Linked DNA regions of Sus scrofa: regions 1, 3 and 4 are each linked to region 2. Evidence: chromatin contacts called from public Hi-C and HiChIP or PLAC-seq data. All regions are on one chromosome and are shown on one strand. Each heading gives the region's core, a stretch centred on a gene start, on an enhancer-like site or on the middle of the called end of the contact. The rest is flanking DNA. Distances are from core to core; before and after follow the strand shown. Region 1 holds the start of DNAJC28 (dnaJ homolog subfamily C member 28). Region 2 holds the start of IFNAR1 (interferon (alpha, beta and omega) receptor 1). Region 3 holds the start of LOC110256370 (40S ribosomal protein S2-like). Region 4 holds the start of IFNAR2 (interferon alpha and beta receptor subunit 2).

Evidence for each region. Hi-C and Micro-C count contacts between places; a contact is called where the count stands out from the background. HiChIP or PLAC-seq counts read pairs in DNA pulled down with a chosen protein or histone mark.
Region 1: a contact with region 2 is called in an H3K27ac HiChIP or PLAC-seq map of alveolar macrophages. The contact joins the promoter of DNAJC28 here to the promoter of IFNAR1 in region 2. A contact is called at or near these places in 1 of 47 Hi-C or Micro-C datasets (liver) and 1 of 2 datasets of contacts at active chromatin or transcription factors (alveolar macrophages).
Region 3: a contact with region 2 is called in a Hi-C map of liver, with 1.5 times the contacts expected there. The contact joins the promoter of LOC110256370 here to the promoter of IFNAR1 in region 2. A contact is called at or near these places in 1 of 5 promoter capture datasets (liver), 10 of 47 Hi-C or Micro-C datasets (alveolar macrophages, brain, fetal heart ventricle and 4 more) and 2 of 2 datasets of contacts at active chromatin or transcription factors (alveolar macrophages and skeletal muscle).
Region 4: an H3K27ac HiChIP or PLAC-seq map of alveolar macrophages shows a contact between it and region 2. The contact joins the promoter of IFNAR2 here to the promoter of IFNAR1 in region 2. A contact is called at or near these places in 12 of 47 Hi-C or Micro-C datasets (blood, embryonic fibroblasts, heart right ventricle and 3 more) and 2 of 2 datasets of contacts at active chromatin or transcription factors (alveolar macrophages and skeletal muscle).

What each region holds. Positions count from the first base shown.
Region 1 is chr13:197,111,388-197,117,348 of Sscrofa11.1, reverse strand. It overlaps DNAJC28 (dnaJ homolog subfamily C member 28), which reads left to right and starts at 2,656. Exons shown (of 3, transcript XR_002338034.1): 1 at 2,656-2,950; 2 at 3,854-5,535.
Region 2 is chr13:196,924,333-196,930,325 of Sscrofa11.1, reverse strand. It overlaps IFNAR1 (interferon (alpha, beta and omega) receptor 1), which reads right to left and starts at 4,448. Exons shown (of 11, transcript NM_213772.1): 1 at 4,382-4,448. The coding sequence starts at 4,448.
Region 3 is chr13:196,790,917-196,796,448 of Sscrofa11.1, reverse strand. LOC110256370 (40S ribosomal protein S2-like) reads left to right here and starts at 1,667. Exons shown (of 7, transcript XM_021069845.1): 1 at 1,667-2,294; 2 at 2,296-2,489; 3 at 2,492-2,566; 4 at 2,569-2,950. The coding sequence starts at 2,011. The region is part of intron 1 of IFNAR2 (interferon alpha and beta receptor subunit 2); the gene reads right to left.
Region 4 is chr13:196,761,718-196,767,628 of Sscrofa11.1, reverse strand. It overlaps IFNAR2 (interferon alpha and beta receptor subunit 2), which reads right to left and starts at 1,542. Exons shown (of 10, transcript NM_001204775.2): 1 at 1,465-1,542. It overlaps LOC110256370 (40S ribosomal protein S2-like), which reads left to right. Exons shown (of 7, transcript XM_021069845.1): 5 at 5,424-5,513.

The sequences.
Region 1 (5,961 bases), core at 1,407-3,906, 190 kb before region 2:
CCATGAGGTTGCGGGTTCGATCCCTGCCCTTGCTCAGTGGGTTGACGATCCGGCGTTGCCGTGAGCTGTGGTGTAGGTTGCAGACGCTGCTCGGATCCTGCGTTGCTGTGGCTCTGGCGTAGGCCGGTGGCTATGGCTCCGATTCAACCCCTAGCCTGGGAACCTCCATATGCCGCGGGAGCAGCCCAAAGAAATAGCAAAAAGACCAAAAAAAAAAAAAAAAATAGTAACTTTAAAGGAAATAGAAATAAAAGTCTTGAGCTACAGCAGAAATTATCCCAACATTGTAAATCAACTATACTTCAATAAAACTTTTTAAAAAACAATGTAAAAAAACTGCCAAGGAGTTTAAATAAGCAAGGTAGCATGATCACATTAAAAATGCTAGTCAAAGGAGTTCCCACCATGGCGCAGTGGTAATGAATCCGACTATGAACCATGCATGAGGTTACTTATTCCATCCTTGGCCTCACTCAGTGGGTTAAGGATCCGGCATTGCCACGAGCTGTGGTGTAGGTCGCAGACGCAGCTCGGATCTGGCACTGCTGTGGCTGTGGTGTAGGCCAGTGGCTACAGCTCCGATTCGACCCCTTGCCTGGGAACCTCCATGTGCCAAGGGTGTGGCCCTAAAAAGAAAAAAAAAAAAAAAAAAAACCCTAGTCAAAAAATAAATAAATAAAAATGCTAGTCAACCTATGTGTTTGGTTCTGACTCTGAATTTGATCCTTTGATCACATTTTATAATCACAGGACTGTTGATTTCAGAGTATGCAGCAAACTTTTAAAAGGAAAAGAACCATATTTTCAAGTGGTTTGACTCTGCCCAGAGTCACATTTTATAATCACAGGACTGTTGATTTCAGAGTATGCAGCAAACTTTTAAAAGGAAAAGAACCATATTTTCAAGTGGTTTGACTCTGCCCAGAATTAAACTGACCAAAAATGCTTTGGTTTATCACTCATTTGCTCTATTGACTTAAAAAGCCATGGTTGCTCTCAAAGACATCATTAGGACAATTGTTAAAACTGGAATACAAAAATTGTACATTAAGGAGTTCCCATCATGGCTCAGTAGTTAACGAATCCGACTAGGAACCATGAGGTTGCAGGTTCGATCCCTGCCCTCGCTCAGTGGGTTAAGGATCTGGTGTTGCCGTGAGCTGTGGTGTAGATAGCAAATGCGACTTGAATCCCGGGTTGCTGTGGCTGTGGCAGAGGCTGGCAGCTACAGCTCCGATTTGACCCCTAGCCTGGGAACTTCCGCATGCTGCAGGTGCAGCCCTAAAAAACAAAACAAAAAAATAAACAAAAAACCTGTACATTAAATAATACTGTCTTTAAGTTAAATGTCGTGAATTTGCTATCAGTGCTATGATGAAGAGAATGTCCTTGTTTTGAGGAAACAAATACTGAGTACTTTGGGATAAAGGGGCATAGTACGTGCAGTTACTTTTTTTTTTTTTTTTTTTTTTTGCTCTTTAGGGCCGAACCCGAGGCATATGGAGGTTCCCAGGCTAGGGGTTGAATTGGAGCTACAGCTGCTGGCCTACCCCAGAGCCACAGTAACGCCAGATCCGAGCTGTGTCTGCAACCTACACCACGGCTCACGGCAACGCCGGATCCTTAACCCACTGCACCCACTACGTGAGGCTAGGGATCGAACCCACATCCTCAAGGATACTAGCTGGATTCGTTTTCGCTATGCCACAACAGGAACTCCCTACTTCTGCCTTCTTTTAAGAAACGTAGTCATAGTACAAAATATTATTTAATGTGCCAGGCGCTATGCAAAGTGGTTTACATACAGTGTGTAAATCTCACAAAAACTCAGTGAGTGCTACACAATTATTATTTCATCATAAGTAAAATGAGGAAAACAATAGCATTTACCTCATTGGGCTGTTGCAAGAATTTTAAAAGATTACATAAATAGGCATTTAGCACAGTGCCTGGCAAAAACTGAGTGCTAAATACGTTCACCATTTGCTGGTACCCTCACTTTACAGATAAACGGACACAGAGAAAAGCAGTTCTCAGCTCAGGTCTGACCCGCCTTTTCTTCTTCTTGCTTTTTCCTATTTTAAAAACTTACCCTGTGCAGAAGGGGGAAATAGTAAATCCCCATAACAGTGACTGAACTTAAAGCGAGAAAACACTTTATTTAACTTTGTCTTCGACCGTCCTCACCCTCTCTCTATCAATGCCTGGCTAAATGACCTACCTGCTCACTAAGTTCCTGAACTAACGAAAGACTAGGTTTCTAACCTGGGTTATCTATTACCACCACGTTCTAACCAACCGAGCTAACCTAGACTTTCTGGGCCAGGTAGTATTTCCTCGTCTCTGAGCTGGTGTCCTTGGCTGCAAACCTGAAAAAGCTGTTCAGGTCCTATTCGGGGGGAAAAGGACTTGTCATCCCCTCTTCAAAACAAGTTACCTAGGACCGGCGCCCTCCGAACCATTAGCACTTCAAGGGTCGCATTCGACACTGACCAAACGCTATGGTAAATCCTATTCATCTCCCCTCCGGCGGTGTAGACGTTTTCACCGCCCCGCCTCCCTCCCGGAAGGCGCAGGCGCGCGGCGGGGTCCTCCTGGAGAACTACATTTCCCAGAATCCACTCGACCGACCCACCTCCCGCTAGGGGTGGGGAGGGCGGAGTCGACTGCCCGGGGCGGGGCGGAGCGTCCCGAAATTGTCCTGCTTGTGTCCTTTTGGGAAGAGTTTGTTTTAAAAGAGATTCTGGGGTCCCCTGGTAAGGTAGGACATCTGTCTCTATTCGGTATCACATTGCCCTCCGCACCCCTGAGGGTTCCCTCAGCGTAAAAAGGCAGATGGTCTAGTCCAGCGGCGGAGACAGCTGGGGAGTGGAGGGCCGCCCTCGCACGCATGCGCAGATGCTCAGCATGGGGGCGGGAGCCGCAGAGCCCCTTCCCAGGGTCTGAGAAGGTGAGTAGAGGGCGGGACCCGGCGTGTACTGTGTCGAGATTGACTTCTCTTCCGCGACGGCCACCCATCCCAGTCAAGTCTGAAAGCCGTTGACCCCAATTTTTATAGAAAATTGGAGTCCCCAGGAGCTGAATTTTAGCGTTTATACATCAAAATCCTATTTTTAAGTCACTTCTAGCATTTCATTGCCATTTTCTATATAGAAGATTTTCTCTTCTACTATGCTGTGCGTTTAAAAAACAAACAAAACAAAACAAAAACAGGTAACAGTATACTGAGAGAGTTCACCTTTCATCTCGGCTTTCAGGCTTGCAGCAGACTATTCCTTCCTAAGACGCTGTAGAGCTTAAAGTCTTTTGGACCCTTGATTCTGTGCAATTTAGTGTCAAGAGTAGGTACAGAATCAGTCACTTGTTCTAATTGTTTCATGTAAGTCTTCTCATGAGAAGACTCCTTGGGATAATAAAGACAATGATGCACTCACTAAAGAAATAGTGGTGCTACTGACGTTTATAATTTGCTGAGGACAAATATGCAAGAGGCTTGTTGTGCCCTAACCCTAACTATTTTGCTTACACCTTGCTGTGTGATTTGGTTGTGTTGCTTAACCTTCTGGGCCTGCATTTTCTCATAAAATGAGAAGATTGGATTAGATCTCTGAGAACTTGCCAGCTCTAAAATTCTGTGGTTAGTACAGAGTAGAATCTAGATTCCATCACAATATGTTGACGCAAGACATCATTAACTTCCATTTCTCTGCTGAACAAATGAAATAAAGCTGTAAGAATTTTGGCAGCAGCATTAGAAAGAAGTATTGTACTCGTAATTCATCCTTATTGCTGAAAATATGGATTTAGCTGATAATACAACTTTCTTCACCCAATATTTGTTGTCGTTTTATAGATCATTGCTAGGAAGAAATCTGGGCACAATAATGAACACAGTGTATGTAGTGATGGCTCGAATCCTAAGATCTCATCTGATAAACGTTTCAATGATTCCTCATCAAATGAACATGGGTCCATATCTTGGTGTGCTTAGAACTAGAATGATGTCAACTTATAAATCCAAAAAGAAGATGAGCGAATATTATAGGCTGCTGAATCTGGATGAAGGATGCTCTGCAGATGATGTCAGGGAATCTTTTCGTAAACTTGCCAAGCAATACCATCCAGATGGTGGCTCTAGTACTGCTGATTCTGCAACATTTATAAGGATCGAAGAAGCTTATAGGAAGGTGCTTTCTCACGTGATTGAACAAACAAATGCCAGGCAGAGTAAAGTTGAAGCAGACGAGGAAGATGAAGAAAAATTCAAATATAAAACACCCCAACACCGGCATTATTTAAGTTTTGAAGGTATTGGTTTTGGGACGCCAAGTCAACGCGAGAAGCAATATAGGCAATTTAGAGCAGACCGTGCAACTGAGCAAGTGATGGAATACCAAAAGCAGAAGCTGCAAAGCCAGTATTTCACTGACAGTGTAACTGTGAAAGATGTAAGACACAGTAAACAACAAAAGATAACTCAAGCAATAGAGCGTTTAGTGGAGGATCTCATTCAGGAATCGATGGCCAAAGGAGACTTTGACAATCTCAGCGGGAAGGGGAAACCTCTAACAAAGTTTTCTGGCTGTTCATATATTGATCCCATGACTCACAACCTGAACAGAATATTAATAGATAATGGATATCAACCGGAATGGATCCTAATGCAAAAGGAAATCAAGGATACTATTGAGGAACTCAGAGAGGCAATTTTAGCATCGAGGAAAAAACTGGGGAGTCCCATGTCACCAACTGAACAGAAACAGTGGAACCAGGTTTGTGAGCAGTTTCAAGAAAACGTCAGAAAACTAAACAAGCGAATTAATGATTTTAATTTAATTGTTCCCCTGCTGACCAGGCAAAAAGTCCATTTTGATGCACAGAAAGAAATTGCCAGAGCCCAGGAAACCTATGAGACCCTGCTAAAGACAAAAGAAATCACAGATAAAAACCCAGATGTCATCCATCAGAGAGAAGGGGAGGAAACAGCTAGAGCCAAGACAGGTTTCTTTAACTGGACGAATGTGTGGAGATTTATTAAAATCTGACCATCTCGGTGTTCACAGCACTGCTCCAAATCATTTTCAGTAATGCTGGCATCACACGGGCTGAAATTTATTTCTATAACACAAGGGTTTGAGAACTGTGCGCCCCTGCACCTTTCACGAAAGTAATCCCATCTTCAGTGATGTGTAAGTGAGAGAACTGTGAGAAACTGAGTCAGAGAAATGTTCAGCCAGCTTTGTTCTGAGGATATGGCAAGACGAGAGGAGAACATACTTTTAAGGAAACAATTTCATACATTTCAGAGGGTGAATGTCAGTCATCAAGTGAATGGATTTAGGACAGGGACTCAGACTGGGAATCATGAAGAGTAGTCCAAAGTCTTAGTGCAGTTTGAGGCCCTAATAAATTCACAGCCGTTGCTGTTTGCCCTCTTTAAGTATAGGTACTTCAGCAGCAACAACTAAACATGTATTAGGAAAAATCACAAAATGAAAGAAGCATGGAATAAGGGCAAGTAAACCTCCAAATGAGGTATGTATTTTGCAAGTTTGCTGCATTTATACACCTGAGGTTATTAAAGCACAAAACTGTTCTGAGACTGGGGACATTTTCAGTAGGATTGGAAATGGTAAGATCAGGAAATTAGGCTGCTTCTCTTCCTCCTTCTCCCCCTCCCTGTCTACCTTCTCCTCCTCCTCCTCCTCCTTCTTTTTAAAATAAAGGCCTTCTCTGTGGGTACTTAATGAAAAAAGCCACTAAATATCTGGGTGTACTTTTTTCTAATGTCATGAGCCATTGGCTGCATGAATCCATCAGCCAAGCTAGCTGATTTAGCTATTCTAGAAATAGACTCCAGTGTCCACTTTTAAAGACTTTGAATGTATTTTCTGACCTTTTGGAGGTGGAAAAAAAAAAAAATCCCTGTGCCCAACAGAAACAAGATTTCACTTTTGGCTT
Region 2 (5,993 bases), core at 3,199-5,698:
GCAAATCTCCAGCCAGACGGCAAGTTCCTTAAGGCAAGGAACTTCATACTTAATCTCTTTTTCAGAGTCCTCAGCAAGGAACTTCAATATCACAAAGGACTGATCTTTCACTATGAAAAACTACGTTTTTTTTTTTTTTTCCTTTTAGGGCCACACCCATGGCATATGCAAGTTCCCAGGCTAGGGGATCAAATCAGAGCTACGGCTGCTGGTCTACACCACAGCCACAGCAACGCCAGATCCAAGCTGCATCTCTGACTTACACCGCTGCTCGTGGCAGAGCCAGATCCTGAAACCACAGAGCGAGGCCAGGGATCAAACCGCAACCTCATGGATACTAGTCGGGTTTGTTACTGCTAAGCCACGATGGGAATCCAATAAATGACAGTTTTTAAAAGCCCAGCTTTAAAATTTTTTTCCCCTACATTATTTTTAGCCTTTACTTCTGTTACAGGGCAAGCATGTTACCTCTTCGTAGACTTTCTACCATAGGGATAGAAACTTTTTATTTTTTATTTTATTTTATTATTATTTTTTTGTCTTTTTGCTATTTCTTGGGCCGCCCCTGCGGCATGTGGAGGTTCCCAGGCTAGGGGTCGAATTGGAGCCATAGCCACCAGCCCACGCCAGAGCCACAGCAACGCAGGACCCGAGCCGCGTCTGCAACCTACACCACAGCTCATGGCAACGCCGGATCCTTAACCCACTGAGCAAGGGCAGGGACCGAACCCGCAACCTCATGGTTCCTAGTCGGATTCGTTAACCACTGCGCCACGACGGGAACTCCGGGACAGAAACTTTTTAAAACTGAGATTGCTGCCTTGGCTTTGCAGTTAGAGATAGTATGGTTCAAGAGTCAAAAGGAGAGACATCTGGGAAAATATTTGCTGATTTTTTGTTTGTTTGTTTTAATATGGGGAAGTACTCACAGAATCTCCCATCCTCAATTTTCTATTTTACACTCATAGTCTCTGAGACCTGATTGCTGAAGAGAGTTACTTCCCCTTTTCCACTCTAACCTTAATTCCCATCCTGGTTGTTGGAACTTTAGAGATTCTATGCAGCCAAAGGACAGTGACGGAGTGTATGGGGTTAACAAAAGGTCTGGTGATATTTGTAGTCTCCAGCCCAGAATCTAATTCTAGCAATTCTGGGCCTTGAGATAAGATGAGAAGATTCGATGCCTGGGGTAGAGCTAGGTATTTCCTCAGGGCCGAACACCTGCTACGAAGGGAAGGAGACCCAGGAGTTAGAGGCATCTTAGCATTTGGGAGACTGACAAATAATTGACTCATCAATGGGCGGGATTTTGGAAACAGTAAAGAGGATTTTAGATGTCACAGATTTTGTTCCACTTGTATTAGCAATATCTCTTTGAGAATAGTGAATAGTTCCTGTGTGTTTGTTTGCTTTTGCTTTTTAGAGCCGTACTCGCGGCATATGGAAGTTTCCAGGCTAGGGGTCGAATCAGAGCTACAGCTGCCAGCCTACACCACAGCTACAACAACTCGGAATCCAAGCTGCAGCTGCGACCTATACCACAGCTCATGGCAATGCTGGATCCTGACCCACTGAACGAGGCCAGGGATCGAAGCTGCATCCTCATGGATCCTAGTCAGATTTGTCTGCTGCTCCACAACGGGAACGTGATGACAGTTTATGTCCCTCTTTGAGCATGTAAACTATATGAATGGAAACTTCATCCAATACTTCTATGCAGACAATTGGTTGCTTCTAACCTTTCACAGGCATATTGATGACCAAAAATGATTTACTATGTTTTTAAGCCTGACATAAATCCCAACACATATATTCATACGAATATAAGTTTCCTCCCATCTTCTGGATAGTTTTCTTAGATGAGGATCCCAGAACTGAATGTACTAAGTTTAAAAGTATGAATATTTTGATGGCTTTGAAAAACAAAGTAACATTATGATCTCAAGGTAGAGTTAACATTTCATTTAGTTTTGAACATTACTTTTCCTTTGAGAAAAAAGTCGATTAGGATTTCCCGTCGTGGCTCAGTGGTTAACAAATCTGACTAGGAACCATGAGGTTGCGGGTTCGATCCCTGGCCTTGCTCAGTGGGTTAAGGATCCCGCGTTGCTGTGGCTGTGGTGTAGGCCAGTGGCTACAGCTCCGATTGGACCCCTAGCCTGGGAACCTCCATATGCCACGGGAGCGGCCCAAGAAATGGCAAAAAAGACCAAAAAAAAAAAAAAAAAAAGTCGATTAGTTAATTCAAAGATAACTGAGCCCTTAACATATAGGTGGATAATCAAATCATGCGACCTTTAGAAAAAAGTCTAGCCTTAGGCTCCAGGGCTTTGAGGCCAGAGTCTCAGGGTTGGATTTCCCCCTACATCACGGGCTAGCTGTATGGCTTCAGTCTGCTCATCTGTAAAACGAGGATAATAGTGACTAGCTTTGTTCTGAAAGCTGAACGAGGTCATATCTTTAAAGCACTGAGAACAGCGGCTGGCACATAGTGAAGAGGGCCATGAATGGCAGTTGCGTATGAAGTTTATTTCTGCTCTCCTCTAATCTGGATTAGAACTATGATCTTAATGAATGTCCTCCTGGAATGTAAATTTTACAGGAAAATTCTGGGGAAATTTTTTTTTTTTTTTTTTTTTTGTCGTTTGTCTTTTTAGGGCCGCACTTGCACATATGGAGGTTCCCAGGCCAAGGGTCGAATCAGAGCTGTAGCTGCCAGCCTACGTCACAGCTCACGACCATGCCAGATCTCCAAGCCCCTGAGCAAGGTCAGGGATCGAACCTGTGTCCTCCTCCTGGGTGCTAGTCTGACTCGTTTCCGCTGAGCCATGACAGGAACTCTGGGAAATTCTTTTTAATACAAAGGCAAACGTGAGTTCCATGCAAAATCTTCATGAACAAAAGACTCTGAAGAAATTACCAGGGGTTATACCAAGACCCTAGTACCCATATACTATACTATATGCTGTATTTGTGGAAGAGTTTATGAAAGAGAATAAAGGAAACCTTATTTATTTATTTATTTACTGTTATTTGAGGGCCACACCTGCGGCATATGGAAGTTCCCAGGCTAGGGGTCAAACTGGTGCTGCAGCTGCTGGCCTATACCAGAGCCACAGCAATGCCAGATCCGAGCCACATCTGCAACCCACACCACAGCTCATGGCAATGCCGGATCCTTAACCCACTGGACAAGGCTAGGGATCACACCCGCATCCTCTTGGATACTAGCTGCGTTCACAACTGCTGAGCCACAAGGGAACTCCAGGTAACCTCATTTAAAATGAAGTCAGAAGGCCAGAACCTGGGAGTCTTCAGGCACTTGCCCTCACCATCAACTACAGCAGCCAGCCATAACGTCAATCAATGTCAATTACATCCCTCGGCAGGAGGAACTGTCCTCTCCCTAACAAGCCCGGCCAACGGGAAACGCCAAACTCTCCTCAACCCTTGCTTTCATCCAATGAACTTTGCTCAAAACAACCCCACTGGACTTCCTCCTTTTTCTCTGTAAAGTAACATTCTTCTTTTTTTTGGTTGTTGGAATTGCGTATGATTTTTGCTATAGCTTGCTTGTCCCAAACTGCCATTCCTCTGCTTATTCTGGAAGAAACTCATTGTGATGGTAAAATAACTGCCCGTTTTATTTTTTAGGACAAGATCGGATACCATGTACCCCAGAAAATCAGGGTCTGGTTTTCTAAGCAGTTAAGTATTTTCAAGTCCTCCAGGTGGCCTCACCAACCCCTGGACTCCTGCTCTCGTTTGCCAGGCCCTGTTTGTGTGTGGGTCCTCCTCCTCCTACAAAGTCAACCTTATCACAGCTGCATTCCCCCACCCAACCCAGCTAAGCCAAGAAAGACAGCAAACGAGCCTGGTGACTCCCAGCCTTTGCATTTTGGCTGTGTACTTTTTCTTTTATTATTACTTTTTTATTAGACTGTACGAACCCTGAGGGCAGAGAAATCCTCCCACGTAGGACCAATTAACTATTTACTAAGTGGAGGAAACGCGTTTCAAGATCGGCAGCATAGCTCATGGCTAAAGCCTTTATTATTATTTAACGGTCCAGTCGAGCTACCGGATTTTTCGGAAAGAAAGAGACTTCACCCCAAGGATCAGGCACACCCAACCCTGCGGGGGTGGGAATCCAAGGAGCAGGCACAGGGCAGAAGTGATGGCAAGGAGGACGCCCCCAAAGGAGCGGTGTGGAAAGATCTCTGACGTCACTTCTTTGTCGAAATGTGAGCCCTGAAACTAGAGGCCTCCCAGAGGGGATGTCTGTCTCTCCCACCCACTTCCCCTGGCCGAGGTCTCCCATGCCGCCGCCATCCAGCCTCGCGCCCTGCCCCCCACCTGCGCCGGGACCCCTAATTCTCACCTGCGGGCAACACCCACGGAGCCCCAGCGACCAGCATCAGGGTCGTCGCACCCAGAAACCCGAGCATCGTCCGCGGGCGGCCGCCGGCCCTTCCAATCACGTCTTCGGCCACATCAGGAAGCGCGGCGCAAGGGAAACTTGGGTGCACAGGCCACCCCCGGACCTGGGACCCGTGCGGCCCTGTCCCCTCGCGCCGCTCGCGCCCCGCCCCTCCACAGTCGCCCCGCCCCACGCTCATCACCCCCCGCCATCGACTCCCGCGCACGCGCCGTGCCTTCTGCGCGTGCCACCGTCCGCGCACGCGCGTGGGACGGCAGGGGCCGCCCAGACTCCACCGCCTGCCCCCCGCCCCCTTTCCGGAAAGTGACAGCTCACTTGCTGTCCACCCTCGCTTTCCGGGAAGACTGCGCGTAACTCGAGGGCTTGACCCTGGCAGGAACGCGGAGATTCGCCAGTGCGCCTGCGCAAATTTCGAGGCGGGTGTTTCCTCCCAACCCCCTCGCTAATTGCAGCCGGCGGGCAACCTCTGCGCTCTCTGCTCGCACCCTACTGTGCCCGGTCTCGGACTCCGGAGTCTGGCAAAGCGGTGTTGGGGCGGATTTGGTCCTAAGGGAGGAAGCAGTGGGGAGAGTTTCCGAGCGGGCCAGGCCATTTCCTTTGTTCTGAGCGCTGTGAGCAAAGTGCAGGCGCCTCCGAGTGAAGCCGAGACGCGTTGATCTTGGCCTGGGGCGCAAGGGCCTCTTTGAGAAGATGGTGACGGCTTCTGGGCTTTGGGGGTGGTGTCCAGAACAACGCTCTCCAAGCTCTTTTGATCTTCTGCCCTTATCAGTAAAAGGTTTGAGTCCATCATTCAAACGGTTATTTAAGCACCTTAATAATCAATTATGTATCTTATAAAAATTCGCAAAAAGGGAGTTCCCGGCCTGGCGCAGCAAAAACGAATCCGACTAGGAACCATGAGGTTGCGGGTTTAATCCTTGGCCTCGCTCAGGGGGTTAAGGGTCTGACATTGCCGTGAGCTGTGGTGTAGGTCACAGACACTGCTTGGATCTGGCGTTGCTGTGGCTGTGGCTAGGCCGGCAGCTGCGGCTCCCATTCGACCCCCAGCTTGGGAACCTCCATAAGCCGTGGGTGGGGCCCTAAAAATAAAAAGCAAATATAAATAAATAAACTGTTTAAAAAATTAAAAATACTCAAAAGGGAAAATATAAAGGGTGAAAGATGAAATAAGCAAATGCTTAGCTGTTAATTACAACTAAACAATTTAATTATAAATTGTAAGGTTAAATGAGTATTTGTAGAGAACTATGGGCTTGAATATTGCCTTATAAAAACTTTGAGGTATAATTTACATACTGTGAAATTCATCCATTTTAAGTGAACAATGACTTTAGTAAATTTATCCAGTTTTGGGGCCTCATTTTTAAAAACATTGGATTATTATTTTGTGACTCATCAATTTTCAGGTTTGATTCTCAGTTTGTTAGTGTTTTGCTTTAATAACAGCATAGATGGAAAAATACCCCCGGAGAATCTGGGGATCTAAAGGGAAGAAGGAAGTTCCTGGTTGCACTTATTAATCATACTCATTTAAAGCCTTTACCACGACTCT
Region 3 (5,532 bases), core at 418-2,917, 130 kb after region 2:
CCAACAACCCAATGGAAAAATGGGCAAAAGATCTGAATAGACATTTCCCCAAGGAAGATATATGGATGGCCAACAGGTACATGAAAAAATGCTCAACATCCCTGATTGTTAGAAAAATGCAAACCAAAACTACCATGAGACAACATCTTACACCAGTTAGAATGGCCATCATTAATAAGTCCACAAATAATAAATGCTGGAGGGGGTGTGGAGAAAAGGGAACCCTCCTGCACTGTTGGTGGGAATGTGAGCTGGTACAACCACTATGGAGTACAGTATTGAGGTACGTTAGAAATTTATACATAGAAGTACCATGTGACCCAGCAATCCCACTCTTGGGCATATATCCAGACCAAACCTTCCTAGAAAAAGACACAGGCACCTGCGTGTTCATTGCAGCACTATTCACAATAGCCAAGACATAGAAACAACCCAAATGTCCATTGGCAGATGATTTGATTAGGAAGATGTGGTATATATACACAATGGAATACTACTCAGCCACAAAAAAGAACAGAATAATGCCATTTGTAGCAACATGAGTGGAACTAGAGACTCTCATACTGAATGAAGTAAGTCAAAAAGAGAAAGACAAATACCATGTGATATCACTTATATCTGGAATCTAATATGAGGCACAAATGAACTTTTCCACAGAAAAGAAAATCATAGACTTGGAGAATAGACTTGTGGTTGCCAAGGGGGGAGGGGGAGGGAGTGGGATAGATTGGGAGCTTGGGGTTAATAGATGCAGACTATTGCCTTTGGATGAATTAGCAATGAGATCCTGCTGGGTAGCTCTGGGAACTGTCTAGTCACTTATGATGGAGCATGACAACGTGAGAAGAAGGAATGTTTATGTGTATGTGTAACTGGGTCACCTTGTTGTACAGTAGAAAAAAATTGTACTGGGGAAATAACAATTAAAAACAATTTTAAATTAAAAAAAGAACATGTCAGAGAGTGAGGGCTGCATCCATGTTGGGGGGCAGAGAGAGTGTGATACCCCAAGTCTGAGAGTGGTGAGGAAGCAGTTTCCATGGGGACAGTCTGGCGTGGGGTCTTGGGGCTCAGGTGGGTTGAGGAGGACATCCAAGCTAGAAGGGGTGGAGGGGAGACAGGAGCCTGCTTACATATATGGGGATCAATCAAAATATAAATCTATTAAGGATAACAGGAGCTGGGTCCCTCACTGTTGGAGAAGGAAGTTACAAATATTGAGGGAGTTCTTGTTGTGGCTCAAAGGATTAGGAACCTGATATAGTGTCCATGAGGATGCGGGTTTGATCCTTGGCCTTGCTCAGTGGGTTAAGGATCCAGTTTTGCTACAAGCTGCAGTGTAGCTTGCAGCTGTGGCTCGGAACTATCGTTGCTGTGGCTGTGGCTGTGGCTGTGGCTGTGGTGCAAACCTGCAGCTGCAGCTCTGATGGGACCCCTAGCCTGGCAACTTCCATATGTCACAGGTACAGCTAGTAAAGTAAATAAATAAATAATGCAAACATTGAACGGGAGAAACTAAAACCAACTTTGTGTTGTTGGAGGTGTTGATATAAACACATGATTTTTTATAGATAGATAGATCCTTAGAAACAGAGATAAATACAGATATAAAAATGAGTGTGTGTGTGTGTGAGAGTGTATTTTCTCCCCTAATTCTGCCCTCTGAGATATAAATGCATGTGTGTGTGTATATTTCCCCCCAGCTCCGCCCTCTGGGGCACCTGGTGACACTCCACAGTGATGGGCACACTTAGTACCCAGATTTTTGACTCTACGGTAACTTCCCAGTAAAAGAAACTGGGTTCCTTGGAGAAATGACTGATTCCAGGGTAGGGGCAGCGAAAACACAAGGTAAGTCTGGAGCATGTTATTCAGGAAAGTAAGAAAGTGCTCAGAGAATGATAGGGACATGTCAGAAGGACTCTCCAAAACAGAGACAATTTGAGTACAAAAATAAATAAGGCTCGAAATGGATTACAGCTTCTTCTCCATAAAAACACCGAAAGGTGGATGACGTTGCTGCATCGGAAGGACCTAGATATCCCCGGAGCCTGGAATGGGCGGGGCGGGGGGGCGGGGAGGTGCCTTCTGTGGAGGCTTTGGCAGCAGTGTCCCAGGTCGGGGCTGGGTCCAGGCCACAGAGAGCTCGGAGGCAAGGCCAAGGCTAAGGAGTGGCTCCCCATTACCAAGCTGGGCCACCAGGTCAAAGACTTGAAGATCATGCTCCTGGAAGAGACCTTTCTCTTCTCTCTGCCCATCAAGGATGCTGAGATTATTGATTTTTCCCGGGGGCATCCCTAAGGTTTTGAAGATTATGCCCGTGCAAAAGCAGACATGCTGGCAGGGGACCAGGCTCAAGGCATTTGTTGCCGTTGGGGATTACAATGGACATGGTGGTAGCCACTGCCATGGCGGGGTGGGGTGCATCTTTCTGGGGAAACTCTCCACCCCCATGAGGCCAGGCTGCTGGGGTAATGAGATCAGCAAACCCCCACCATCCCTTGCAAGGTCATTGGCTGCTGTGGCTCTGTGCTGGTGTGCCACATCCCTGACCCCAGAGACACTGGCATGTCTCACCTCCTGTGCCCAAGAAGCCACTGATGATGGCTGGAATTGAGGACTGCTACACCTCCGGCTGTACTGGCACCCTGGGCAACTTCACCAAGATCACCTTCCATGCCATTTCCAAGACCTACAGCTATCTCGCTGCTGACGTCTGCAAAGAGATGGTGTTCGCCACGTCTCCTTATCCAGAATTCACCGACCACCCTGTAAAGACCCACACCAGCGTCTCCAATGCAGAGGACCCGGTTCCTGTTGTGGCCAGCAGCCACGTCATTTTATATGAGAAAGGTAAAGTGAACAAAGTTCTTTTGAAAAGAAAAGAAAAGAAAAGAAAAGAAAAGAAAAGAAAAGAAAAGAAAAGAAAAGAAAAGAAAAGAAAAGAAAGGAAAGGAAAAGGTTATAACCCACTGAAGAAAAAATGAAATCATGAATCCACATTTGCGGTTGCTTTTCATTTTTTATTTTATTTTGTTTTATTTTTTGTCTTTTAGGACCGCTCCTGCAGCATATGGAGGTTCCCAGGCTAGGGATCGAATCGGAGCTCTAGCTGCTGGCCTACACCATAGTCATAGCAGCGCCGGATCCAAGCCATGTCTGCGACCTACATCACAGTTCACGGCAATGCCAGATTCTCAACTCACTGAGCCAGGCCAGGGATCAAACCTGTGTCCTCACGGATGCTAGTCAGATTCATTTCCCCTGAGCCATGACGGGAAGTAACTCTGTCTTTTAAAAATACTGAATACATTGCAAGTTTGATGAAGAGCAGGATATTTGTACAGTTTCAAAGCATCAAAGTATCGTTTCAAACCTATTGATTACAGAAGGGAACAGAGTAGATTTACAGTGGCAATGCTGGCAGAGGTTGTCTTAACCAAAGAATGCAATCTGACACCATCAATGATGGGACAAAGTACAATTCTGCACCACTCAACAGTGAGCAATGAGAGAAAGGCGGCAGTACCACGTCCATGATACTCCTGCCAAAGCTGCATAACCAGATACAGGGACAGGCTACAAAATCATTGGCCTGTAGTCTCCTACAGTCTGTACAAGGGTTAAGTCGTCACGGTCAAAGTCTGAGGAACCCTTCAGGAAACGCAAGAGACATGACACCTAAATGCAGTCAGTGACTGCGTTTAACCAGAGAGGGCATGACAAGAGATGCCCTTGAACGGGGTCAGAGGATGAGCTGGGATTCATGTGTCAAAGTTAATTTCCTGATCGTGATGATTGTGTTGTCGTTTCTGCAGAAGAGTTTCCTTGTTTGTAGAAAATAAACACAAAAGGTTTTGTGTATGGAGGGGTCATGGAGCACCAGAAAATGACTCAGAAATAAAGGACTTTATACTGTAGTTTAACTTTCCTGGAGGTGTGTGATTGTTTAAGAGTGAAATTTTATTTCATTTTTTAGAAAAATTTATATTAAAAATTTTATTTATTTGTTTGTTATTATTGTTTTTTTAATGGCTGCATCCATGGCATATGGAAGCTCCTGGGCCAGGGATCGAATCCAAGCCACAGCTGTGACCTGTGCTACAGCTGCAGCAACATGGGATCATTTAACCCACTGGGCCAGGCCGGGGATCAAACCATGGCCACCACAGTGACAAGCCAAACCATTAACTTATTGCACCATGATGGGAACTCCAGTAAAATTTGATTAAAGGAGGCAGTGAGATATACAATTTTGGGTCTTTGTGGAAAGCCCTTATCTGGAGTTATGAATTTGCCCATCATCAGCATAGAGCTGAAATGTTTCAGCAATTGCATGGGATCAACTACAGAGCGAGTGGGAAAGACAGCTGAGGACCCAGCCCTGGGTCTCACCAAGGTTTAGGTGTCCAGAAGGGAAGTGAAGCAAAAAAAAGGGGGGGGGCATGGTCAGAGTGAATTGGAGAAAATCAACAGATTGGATATCATAGAAGCTGAGACAAGAAAAAATTCTTTCCCTCTCTTTTATTTTTTCTTTTTAAGACTGCACCCATAGCATGTGGCAGTTCCTAGACTAGGCGTGGAATCGGAGCTGCAGGTGCCAGCCACAGCCACAGCAACACCAGATCTGAGCCTCGTCTGCAACCTACACCACAGCTCACAGAAACACCGGATCCTTAACCCACTGAGCGAGGCCGGGGATGGAACCCTCATCCTCATGGATACTAGTTGGATTTGCTTCTGCTGTGCCACGACAAGAACTCCAAGAGTCTCTTGATGACTTCTTGTGCAACGTGTTGAGGGGTTAAGTAAGATGAAGCTGTGAGCAGGGCTGCCAGTAACCTCTGGACAAGAGCTGCCTCAAGGGAGCCCAGTTAGGAAGTATGACTCCAAGATGTCCACATCCTGGTCCCTAGCATCTCTGACAATCTTACCTTATGTGGTCAAAGGGACTTTGCAGGTATGAAGGAAGATCTTTCAATAGGCAGATTAGCCTGGATTATTTGGGTGGGCTCAAGGTAACCACAGGGTCTGTAGGAGGAGGATGCGGGAGGATCAGAGTCAGAGAAAGAAGATGTAAGGACGGGAGTTCCCATTGTGGCTCAGCAGTAACGAACCTGACTAGTATCCATGAGGATGCAGGCTTGATCCCTGGCCTAGCTCAGTGGGTTATGGACCTGGCATTGCCATGAGCTGTGGTGTAGGTCACAGATGCTGCTCAGGTCCAGCGTGGCTATGGCTATGGTGTAGGCCAGCAACTGCAGCTCTGATTTGCCCCCCTAGCCTGGGGTGGAGAAGCCAGTCCTTGGGAGGTGCTACATTGTTGACCTTGAAGATGGCAGGTAGGAGCCATGAACCAATGGGTGCAGGTGGCCTTTAGAGGCTAGAAAAGGCAAGGACATGGATAGCCCCCTACAGTCTCCAGAAGGCACACAACTCTACCGGCACCTCCATCTTAGGACTGATCTCCCAAACTGTAAGGTAATTTTGTTTGTTTGTTTTCTGTGGCATATGGAAGTTCCCAGGCTAGGG
Region 4 (5,911 bases), core at 293-2,792, 160 kb after region 2:
AGAGCTCACGACAGCGCCGGATCCTTAACCCACTGAGAGAGGCCAGAGATCGAACCTGCATCCTCATGGATTCTAGTCAGGTTCTTAATCTGATGAACCACACGGGAACTCTGTGACGGTCATCTCTAAGGTGGGGTTTGGAAGGGGAGGTGGGAAGGGGTGGGGGTGTGGGGAAGCCTTGCAGGAAGATGGAAGAACTTGGGTAAATGTCTAAGGCAGAAGGCCCCAGCAGAGCAGGCTGGGAGGCGGTATGTGGGTTCTCAAGTCCAGCTGTGGGACAGCAGGTTTCACCCAGTTCCCAGGAAGATAGGTGCCCACACCGTGCCTTTCCCAGACTCACACAGAGGGGCCTTGTGGGCTGGTGTGTCCCAAAGTCTGGTGCATTCAGGGAATTGAATGCCCAATGAATGGTGAGGAGCTTAAACCTCTTTGCCAGTTTTCAGCTGCTCCATGTAGATTTCAGCTGTCCTCATTTGTACCTATTGACCTACAGGTACCGGTCTCTCCATTACTGAGAGTTAAAACCACTCTCTGTCCAGGTCCATTGACCTTGCCCCTTAGGGAGATATGGCTTATCCCCCTGCATAAAAGCTCACGTCCTCTGGATCCAACCAAGTCCCTCATTTGCAGGCATCCCATCAGAATCGCCCAAGAACTTGATGGGATGCTGTCATTACTCTGTGCCCAGCGCATAGCACATAGTAGGTGTGCAACTAAATGCATGGTTGTATGAATGAATCTGTTTCCAAAAACATGGGGACTTCCCTATGGGAACACTTCTCGCCCAGCCTGAATCGGGGTCTATGGTAGCACGCATTTAGCGCCCACTTCTCTGCACACCATCTGTAACCCGCAAAAGTGGTGTACACTCTTCATCTCTGCCGTCCCACCTCTCCGGAGCTACTTCAGCCCCTCCAAAGGCCACCAAGGACAAAATAAAGCAGAAAACAATGCCCGGAGGACCACGCTCCAGATGCTGCAGAAACAACTGTTCACACTCTCGGTCCTAGCTTATTATTTTATACATAGTGATAACTAGCTTTTTTTTCTCTTTTGTCCTTTTAGGGCCGCATCTGCAACATATGGAGATTCCCAGGCTAGGGGTCGAATCAGAGCTATTGCTGCCAGCCTACGCCAGAGCCACAGCAATGCCAGATCTGAGCCTCGTCTGTGACCTACACCACAGCTCACAGCAACGCCGGATCCTTAACCCACTGAGCGAGGCCAGGGATCAAACCCGCAACCTCCTGGTTCCTTGTCGGATTCGTTCCTTGTCGGGAACTCCTAGTTTTGATTCTCTGTTGGCTTAACCTCCTGCAGAATAGAAACTGTACGAAGAAAGCCTGGCTCCTTGGGTTAGGATGTGGGAAGAAGGCGACGAGGAGGCTAGCATGGATGATGCTGACAAAAGATAACGGATTGCTCACCTACCATCATTACCATTGGGGCTTGAGAGGGGCTTACCAGCTTCCAAGCAGGATTCGCTCAGCCACAGCCGCTGCTGTTGGGGCTTCTCTGCATAATACTCTTTCAGGGATACGTGCCTTGTAGACAGTTCTGCTTTTTTGCTCCAGTTCATCCTTGGTGGCTGCCTCTATGCTGTGACCGTCAGTCCCCAGCCCCTTCTATTTCCTCCTTTTCCACCTCGGCCTCTGAAACGCCGTGGAACTGCCCCTGCCAATTACGACTACAGGCAAAAACTGCACACCAACTATCAAGCATCTGTTCCTCAATTTCTCACTAGCTGCAACTTTGAATAACATTTCCTCTGAGTATAAGAAGATGCTCCAAACTGAGAATTTCCTTGCTTACGCAATTTTTTTTTTTTTTTCTGGTGTCTGCCTTGTGGTTTAGATGCCACATCTTAACTTCTCCTTCCTCAAAGGGTCAGTGCAACTCTGCCATCTTGTTCCATCTGGGTCTTTTTCCCATAAGCCATAAACCAAAGTTTGTGAGCATTTTTCCCGTCCCTTTCTGAGCCAGGCTCCTTCCCTGGGCGCTGTCTGAAAATAACTTCGCTACCATCTCACATAGGTCCAATCACTCCAGCTTATCTCATGTCTGTTTTCTGCATGTAGATTACAGTTTTCCCCCTAATACACCAGCAAATACTTGGTGACTGCATATTTATGTGCCAGTATTCTGTAAAGTATAATCTGGGAGACAGACTGGAAAACCTGATTTTTGTCAGCTTGTGTCACGCAAGCCTGTACGAATACAGGAAAGCGTGAGATATGCGGTGAGGGGCATTGTGCAGCGGGGCCCCCATGTCTCTCCTGAGTGATGCAGGGGAATGTGGTATTTCCAGCTACAAAGCATCCTTCTGGGCTTGGAGTTGCTCTGCCCCTTTCCCACCCAAGAAAGCCTAGGAAATTTAGGGGGTGATGGGATATTTTCAAAGGGATAATCTTAAATACTCTTTACTCTCTTTCTCAGATGAGCCATCTTTTGCAAACTGTGAGACTTAGTGACAAAACACCATATCCCCTCTAACCCATGAACCCCATCCATGCAGCTCAGGGTACTGCAGTTGAAGCTGGTTGGCAAAGATAGGGCTGTTTTCTGATCACACTTCAAAGAAAGAAATGGCGTTCTCGAACTGCCTTTGCTCGCAACTGCCGATTGCATTTGGCAGAACGAGGTTGTGCAGAGAGATAAGCCTGGAAAAGGGGCAGTTGCTGTTACATTCTTGGTTGATTGTGGCCCCTCCTAACGCAGGAAGTATGCGAGTATCTCATACTCAAGACTGGAGCCAAAGCTGTCATGTCATTTCCACACCTCTCTGAGTCTCAATTTCCTTGTGTGGAAGCATGGGCATTTTCATGCTTGCCTCTTAAGGACTGTGGTGGAAATTCAGTAGAAAGAATTTTGTGAGAGCCCTCAGCACTGTGCTGGGATTAAGTGGTTTCTTGATAAATATTTGCTGGGTGCAAAAAAAAAAAAAAAAATAATAATGGTATTTATTTAAGAGTCTGCTATGCAATTTTTCTTTCTTTCTTTTTATTTATTTATTTATGTATTTATTTTGTGTCTTTTTTGCCTTTTCTACGGCCACACCTGCGGCATATGGAGGTCCCCAGGGTAGGGGTCTAATCGGAGCTGTAGCCACCAGTCTATGCCAGAGCTACAGCAATGCGGGATCTGAGCCGTATCTGCGACCTACACCATAGCTCATGGCACTGCCAGATCCTTAACCCACTGAGCAAGGCCAGGGACCGAACCCACAACCTCATAGTTCCTAGTTGCATTTGTTAACCACTGAGCCACGATGGGAACTCCGCTATGCAATTTTTCTTGATAAAACACACGAGAGCTGCCTTGCAGGGTATCATGCTAAAATGAGAACAGGTGGAAACTGTCTTAAGGGGATAAGAAGAGGTGTGTCTATTATCATTGCTTTTTAGGCTTCAGTTCATCCAGCGTGTTTCTTGCTTGATCTCTTTCCTAGGAATTGTTCCGTGGGTGAGCTCCGTGAGCCGGGGGCTGTGATAATTAGACCAAGGTCATGTATCTGTCCCCTGTGGGCCAGTTAGCTCAGCTTGGCTCCATGTCCATACACATTGATCTTAACCCAGCTGGCAGGCTCACAAATGTGTGACCAGGTCCCCAAGGACGCCAGGGGGACGGGTTTCTGTGGATCTGGCAAATAATTCCTGCCTGCGGGAGAAGCAACTCTGCAGCCGCTCTGTTATGGTTATTGTGACCTGAAGGTGGCGCTGTTTCTCAAGGAAGAATAGTGCGTGAACTGCGGGTACTTATTTTAAAGGGTGTGTGAATGAGGGGTTATGAGAGTTGGAGAGAAATGCAAGGTAATTTGATTCAATTCCGCATTTTCCAAAGCAAAGAAACTGAGACCCAGAGATAGAAAACTCTTTCCTGAAACCGAACCACAGAGGCACGGCTGGATATAGGGCTCCTAGAGTCTATTCTTTTGCAATTTTCACTACATTAGGGGTTTCCTGGTCGTAAACGATATTAAGCAATTAATAATGCTAATGACAAAGTTGAATGAATCATTGACACCTAGACGGGGGATGTTTCCAAAGAATTAAATTGTCGTTGAATTTCAAACGTCTATTATTCCTAATCGTAGGTCAGGTTCAAGCTGTCTGTGTTGGTTTTTGTTATAAAAGGCATTGGATTTAATGAATGATTTATTTTTCTTTTCCCTAAAAATGATAGAAGGAAAATGACTAGTATGGGTGGAATTTTATTCTATATTGACTGTTTTTGAAACATAAGTATGATTTCCGTTTTTGTTTGTTTGTCTTTTGTCCTTTAAGGGTTGCACCCCAGACATATGGAGGTTCCCAGGCTAGGGGTCCAATCGAGCTCTAGCTGCTGGCCTACGCCAGAGCCCAAGCAGCTTGGAATCCGAGCAGAGTCTGCGACCTACACCACAGCTCACGGCAATGCCGGATCCTCAACCCACTGAGTGAGGCCAGGGATTGAACCCGAAACCTCATGGTTCCTAGTCGGACTCCTTTCTGCTGCACCATGACGGAAACTCCTGATTTCTGTTTAAGTGATCACAATTGAGACAACGTGGGTTTTTAAAAGATGCTCATGGACAGAAGCTTGATAATGAAAGTGAACCCAAAGTAGCTATTTTTAACCCCTTTCCTAATTCACAGAAGGTGGAGCACAGCAGGGAATGGATATAGAGGTTCACCCCTATAGCATGCACAGAATTCAATCTTTTAGAAGGTTTCTGCTGTGAAAAAAAAAATATTTTTGCCGCACCCCAGGCATATGGAAATTCCCAAGCCAGGGACCGAACCTGCACCACAGCAGCTGAATGACAACGCCAGATCCTCATCCTGCTGTGCCACAAGGAACTCTGAAAGTAATTTTTTTTTTAAGGTAAACTTTCGCTTACTTTCCAAGGAGGGTAAGAACCGAGGAAAGTGAGAGAGAGTAAGTTTTACATCCTTGCACTGGGGCTCGTCAAGGGGTTGACCAGTGAGCTTCTCCAGGTATTTGCATGCAGCCTGTCTTACAGAATTCAAGGTCTCGAAAAAGGCAGGGTCTGTGCCTTTGCTCTTGGCGCCAGTGAAAACGTTCTTGGAGATGCTGATGAAACAGAAGCCATCATCTCCACGATAACAGCATCTTTCCCCCCTTTCACTTTGGAGAGATGGTGTTTCTCATTCTTGTATTCGTTTTTTTTTTTTTTTTTTTTCCTGCCACAGCTAAGGGAGACTAATAGGAACAGGTGTTTTCTGAAATAGGGATCTGCTGAATTCAGGAAGAGTGGATTTCTATTTTTCTGAAAAAAATTGTTTATCAAGTAACTTGGATTTTTTCCTATTGTGCCTTCCTCTGCTGTAACAGAAGCGCAGAATCTTCCAGTCACTGGTCGTGGTCTGCTCTTCATTTGGACCTTTATCCGTGCTCTTAAATGACTCCCTTTGCCACATCAGCATCAAGTGCAAGCTGGTTAAGGAGGCAGAATCTCAGGTCCACTCGGACCTGTGGAATCAGCCAGCATCCGACCTGTCGGGGTTTCTCAGGTGTGCCTGTGAATCCTAGAAGCACACAGACAAGGAGCTCCCTGGTGGCCTAGTGGTTAAGGATCTGGCATTGTCGCTGCTGTGGTGAGGGTTAGCTCCCTGGCCCCAGATCTTCCATATGCCATGGGCGTGACTTAAAAAAAGCACAGACTAGAACACAGATCTATCGGGAGAGCTGAAATGATTGTAACCATTTTCCTTAGTTCAGTCTCTGTTTTCACAACAGTGCTTTTTCCTGCTCTATATAGCCTCTCCTGATCACACAATCCCCTATACTGAGGTCTGTGATGGGATGGGTATATTCTAAGGGCTGAGAATGAAGACGAAAATCCTTGGCCTCATGGAACTGATGGTGGGGGTGAGAGAGAAAAGAAACTTAGCTTATACCCAGGAGTACA